Linked DNA regions of Rattus norvegicus: region 1 is linked to region 2. Evidence: chromatin contacts called from public Hi-C data. All regions are on one chromosome and are shown on one strand. The core of a region is the stretch at or near the end of the contact, and the rest is flanking DNA. Distances in the headings are between cores, read along the strand shown.

What was found. A called contact is a pair of places that touch in the nucleus more often than the background predicts.
Region 1: a Hi-C map of the A7r5 cell line shows a contact between it and region 2, with 5 times the contacts expected there. The contact joins two enhancer-like sites. A contact is called at or near these places in 2 of 12 Hi-C or Micro-C datasets (the A7r5 cell line and mammary epithelial cells).

The regions. Positions count from the first base shown.
Region 1 is chr8:113,145,080-113,147,895 of GRCr8, reverse strand. All of the region lies in intron 2 of Tmem108 (transmembrane protein 108), which reads left to right. Among named protein-coding and RNA genes, the nearest start is that of Tmem108, 92 kb to the left of the region's middle. Within about 2 kb of position 1,370, at least 7 of the 93 cell types and tissues checked have an H3K27ac peak or open chromatin away from gene starts, as enhancers often do. A contact at or near this core is called in the A7r5 cell line, where this site is marked.
Region 2 is chr8:112,952,743-112,955,675 of GRCr8, reverse strand. All of the region lies in intron 4 of Tmem108 (transmembrane protein 108), which reads left to right. Among named protein-coding and RNA genes, the nearest start is that of Bfsp2, 12 kb to the right of the region's middle. Within about 2 kb of position 1,630, at least 7 of the 93 cell types and tissues checked have an H3K27ac peak or open chromatin away from gene starts, as enhancers often do. A contact at or near this core is called in the A7r5 cell line, where this site is marked.

The sequences.
Region 1 (2,816 bases), core at 121-2,620, 190 kb before region 2:
TACTCCCTTTTACTACCCTACGTATTTCTCGCATTTGATGCTTTCTGACCGTAGCCTTTGCAGTGAGCTAGTAAATGTTAGGGAGTGTGCCTTCCTGAGCTCTGGGAAAGTATCAGCATTGTGGAGATCCTTAGTTTGTCCCTGGTGCTGGGGAAACCTGGGAATTGTGGTTGGCACTTATAATGGAAGTGGTTGGTTGATACTGGGTCCTTCGACCTACAGAATCAAATGCTGACTCCAGGCAGTATCAGGGTTGACTAGAACGGTAAGACATTCAGCTGATGTTCACACAGAATCAGAGGACTGTTTCGAATGGGAAATACCACCCCCATCCTGGCTCTCAAAGGTACTGAGGAGAAGAGAGAGAAAGTATTTTTTTCTCCTTTTCCTTGCCACTCTCTGACTTGTGTGTTTGGAAGGAATCTTGGTGGGTTCCTATGGGTTCATGATTAGACCCTCTCTGTGATTTAAGTGTACCATGCAACACACTGCTATACCTTTTATTCATCAAGGTTATTTAATTCTATTCGATGTTTGTTCCTATTTGCACTTATTAAAATTAATATATTTCAATATCGTCTATCACCATTATTTTGAGACACACTTTTACATAGCCCAGTTTGGCCTCGAACTCACCGTGTGGCCAGGCCTGGTTTTGAACTCCTAATCTTCCTCTCTGCTCAGCTTCGTTTCTTTCCTTCAGTACTGGGCATTGAATGTAGGCTCCTCACATGTTAGATAGCACACTGCCTTGGAGTAATAGCCCCACCTTTGTATACTACCATTACATGTTTTGACTAGGGGGATGGAGAGATGGTTTAGCAATAAAGAACACTGACTGCTCTTCCAGAGGTCCTGAGTTCAAATCCCAGCAACCACATGGTGGCTCACAACCATCTGTAATGAGATCCGATGCCCTCTTCTGGAGTATCCTATGAGAGTAATACTTCCATATATAGAATAAATAAATCTTCTTAAAACATTTAATTGTATATATTTATTATATAATTTAATAAATAATATTTTGTATATATTTATGTTCTTGCTGCCTTTTGGACTGGTAGTTTTTTCTCCTTATTCTAACTTTCCCAGCTACTTGGTAGCCTATGTGCATTATGCCTACCCCTTAGAAGCTGCCCTCACTATTTAACTCATACTGTTTCTCGAATAATCTGGGGAGTAGCTCCAGTTTGCTATGAAGCTGCGGAAAGGTAGGCGGACATCCCAGGCTTAGACAGAGTTCAGGTTATTTGGAACTTTCTAACAGAAGTGTGTTCCTGCACGGCAGCAAGACCATCTGGGTCCCGTAGTTCCGGTCGCCAGGAGTAGTGTATTGCTTAGGACCATTCTGGGTGGAATGCATCTGGTGGGTCTTAAACTATGTCAGGCAGGGCCTGGCACCAGGGTCTGGCGGGAAGCCTCACATACTGTTCTAATGACTTCATCTGCTTAGAATTTGTGGGGAAACGATGCAGAAAAATCTAACCAGGGATGTTCTGGGCCAGTCATGTTGGGGATGCCTCAGTCATGTAAAATTGAGCTCCCCTGGAGCACACCTTAAAACATCTCTGTTTAATGGGCATGTTACTTTTCATGCTCTACAATGCAAGGACAATGTAAATCTCTCTAGTGTCTTTATTTTTCCGCCACAAATTGCACATCTTTAAATACCTATCTGTATACTATGTTCTCACTGTTATTTTCCCTCTGGAATCATTTTTCCTTTTTGTCCTTTTTCCTTCCTTCTTTCTTTCTTTCACTTTGCTTTAAAATATCTATTTTAGATTTCCTTAAGTAGATCTCTCTCTCTCTCTCTCTCTCTCTCTCTCTCTCTGTTTTTTACAGTAAACCTTATGGTACTTATCAGTGAGCGATACAAAGATAAAACATGCTCCTATAACATACACAGTTACAATGCAACTTAAGTATGAAATTAGAGGTCAGGAGGAAACATTGAGAGCAGAAGGGCTTCACAGCAGGGAATGCAGAGGACAGGAGAGAGAGAGAGAGAGAGAGAGAGAGAGAGAGAGAGAGAGAGAGTGTGTGTGTGTGTGTGTGTGTATGTACGTGCGCGTGCGTGCGTGCGTGCGTGCGTGCGTGCGTGCACGTGTATAAGATAATGGGAGGCTGTGAAAGCATTCACAGAACACTCATCATTCCTGGCAACTCTCTGGAGCTTAGGCATGACTTGGTGCCAGATGGATCTAAAGAGATAAGCTAGCTTGTGGGTTGTAAAGAACTTTAAACACTAAATAAAAGGAGCAGAGAATTGGGGCATCTTTCAAGCAGGAGGGCTTACAAGATTAGATGCATTATTTAGGGGTGGGATGTATGACCTCATGGAGGGTGTGAGGGAGTCGGTGGGTGTATGGAGGGGAAGTCAGGGGAGCTGGGGAGCTGTCCAAGTCAAAGCTATGATAGCAAAGAGGAAATCTGAATTCTCCAAATGATACCTCCCAGGTAAAGCACAGAGGATTGAAGGGTACGGTCCTGGGGACCCTATTGGATGATGAGCACAAGATGGGGTGTCTGTTCCTGTTTGGGGACAGAGATAATGCCAGCTCTGGTGGAACAGAGAATAGATCTAGTTGGTAACAGAGGTTTAACCTGTGCTCAGGACAAATAGCAGGCTGGTTTTACTGAGAGCAGACTTGCTCCTCTTGGAGATGCCGTCTGAGAACTCCTGTGACATTTTCTGAATGTGGGCTTTTACAACTGTGACTCCTAACTTCTGAATGAGAAGAGAGATCACCAGTTCAGGGTGCAGAGAATGGAGTTTCAGCAGCAAATGGATGTCATCAGTGACGAGGTTACCT
Region 2 (2,933 bases), core at 381-2,880:
TACCCCTGGTCATTACTCACCAGTGGGTGCTCTGCATTTTCACAGAACAGTTTGGAGGCTTTCCTGAGCTCCCTGGCCTGTCTCACACAGGCACCCCTGTGAGAAGATGGACCATTAGGGAGGGTTGGCTAAGGAAGCCAGAGACTCACAAGTATGTTGCATTACCAACGCAAGTCCAGCCTGACAGGGCAGAGGAGAGCCAACCCCTGACCTTGATACTTGCCCCAGTTCAGGGCTTTTTCCAGACTCTGGACCATTAATCCAATATTCCAAGGGATGACGTGTTAATAGGACCCATAACTCTTAGCTCTGTTCATTGTCCAATGAATGTTAACCATGAACACAAGCACAGATTGTGTCTCTATGTACATTGTATGGGTGTGCGCAGGATTTAAGACTTTTTCATTACCACATAAGAAAACCTAGGTTAGATTGATTCTTACTGTGAAGCAGAAAAGATTGACAGAAAAGGGAAGTGTAGCGAGGTGGGTGGTCTCTTTGGAATTATGGGCCAATGGGAGGAGGTGAGAACAAGGGCTGTCCATAAATTGTCACTCTGGCTGTAACCCACTCAAGCTAAAATATAGCTATCTCTGGTCTTCAGGATAGAACTAGACCTCTTAACACCTAACCCCCACATGCTAGGCTGAGGAGCCAGACACTGAACCCCTTTAGTTGCGGCCTTATAACCAGCCCAGTACCTGAAACCTACCCCAATCCCTGTCTTCTGTCACTCAAATCCTTTATGGAGTACCCCGCAGCACTAAACCTGGCTTGTGGAATCAAACCACGCCTGCCCGCAAATCCAGCCCTCGCCGCTCTTAACTGTGGACTTCACCAGCATTCGCACCTCTTCTCTTGGATGAAAGAGACGTCTGCTGTGTCAGTTCAGGTCATTCAGGAGACAGACGCCAAGACCGTAGCAGGCATGCCAGGCAGCTCTACTATAAAACACCCGGGGAGAGCTGGAGTAAGCGAGGCAAGCCTACATAGCAGCAGTGCGGGCTTTGAGACAGAGAGGATGATGGGAGATAGAGGGTGGAAATGTCCGAGTGTTTCTGCTGGGTCGCTGGGAGCCTTGAGCTGTAGAGGGATCCCAAGGGATCCTATGCTCTGCGGGCTCTGCCTTAGTCATCCATGGTGCAGGCATTCAGAAAGCATGGCACAGAGAGGACTGCGCATGCTCTGCCGGCCCTGCAGTGGTCATTCAAGGTGCAGGCATCCCGGAAGCATGGCACAGAGAGGACTGCGCATGCTCTGCCGGCCCTGCCGTGGTGCAGACATCAGGGGTGGAGGTGACTCTGAAGGAGCAGCAGGATTTGGGCAGAGCCACCACTCCTGCTTGCCTCCAAGACCCATGAAAGTCAGTGAAGATGCATTTAGGGTCTTATACCAGGGTCTGCCGTGGGGAAGGAGCTCAGTAAGGAGGGGTGGCTATCACTCATCCCGTGCGGATTCACAGTGCACTTTCTGACAGGCCCAGCAGCTGGCAATGCAGCAGGTGTTTGGAAAGGTCGTCTCTTCTGGGGGAACCTACAGGCTCTGATCGCTTCTCAGAACCCACAGAGTCCTGTGGTGTGAACACAGTACACGGGGTGCCAGCTTCGTACCAGTGACCTTTCTTCCTGTCACTCATCTGATGAGTCACAGAAGACTCATTACTGGGAAAGCCACGAGAGCTTGCTTAACTCTCAGGGCTGTTCTAGAACTGCGGGACAGAGCCCCCCTCCCCCATTCATTCCGTGTAGTCTTGGGGCTGTTACCTTTGGAAACACAGAGCACTTGATTCTTTGGCTAAGTGGACAAGTGGCTCACACCTTGTAGCCACTGTGCAGCTTACAAAGGGCTTCCAAGGCCATACTGCGTGTCCCTCCAATGTTCAAGAGGGACTGGAGGCAATAAGCATCTACTCAAAGATTACCGAAACCCGTGGTCATGGCGGTATAATTAGCTGGGTGATCTCGATCAACGTCAGTGACCTTCAGTTACTTCTTCTGAACCGGGAAGAGCACTCTTGCCTTTCTCACACAGTGACCCTGCAGTCTGAAGAGGCCTATAAAGTACATGGCGTTGAGAGCATATTAGACTCCTTGAGTCCAAGCTGCACTTTTCTCTCTTGGATGAATGGTCAAAAGACCGAGGTTATAGTACTAAACACAACTAGAGACCCTCACACAGTCCCAGAGCCCAGTGTCCCTTTTCCCATCTCCCTTATAGGAGATGACACGTGGGAAACGCTAGGAAGTTCCCAAAAGAAGTGGATGCAAGCCGCCGAGTCTCCCACTGACAGGACCTCCACACATTCCGCAGACTCAGGCTTCTGAGTCGGGGCGCTGGGGACATAGCAGTAGGCACACCTCATCAGCAAGGCCTCGGGAAGTTTGTCTCTCAGGTTTCTACTCCCTACTTTTCAAACTAAGAGTAACCGTGGGGAAAAGTTGCCAGGAACTGGGCAGAATTCTGCTGCGCACAGGATTTCGTCTGGCCTGCACAGAGGCCGAGAGGTTATGCATCTTTACTCAGGCCTTGTGAGTAGTGTGTTGATGTCTGGGCTCTGATCCCAACTTTCACATCCTTCAGTCTCTAAGACCTCTGTCTCTTTGATCTTGCTTGCTTGCCTGTGACTACTCAGCGGGTCCAATCACAGAGTGTGCCCCCCCCCATATGTGGCTTTTAAGGACATCTTTCTCCCCGACACCCTGCTTGCTGTCTGTGGCACTGAAGTGTGTTGTGTGATGTCAGATACCCTCACAGGCCAGGAGGCGAAAAGTGACCGTTTGTCCCCGACAACTCCCACTTCAGCAGAGCTAACAAACCCCCCCCCCTTTCTCACTTCCTAAGTGTTTGTGTCTTCAGAGACTTGGCTCTACCGACTTCAGTCGCCCTGGCCATGTCCCCTGATGTGCCTGTGAGGAATAAAGATGCCAGGAAGG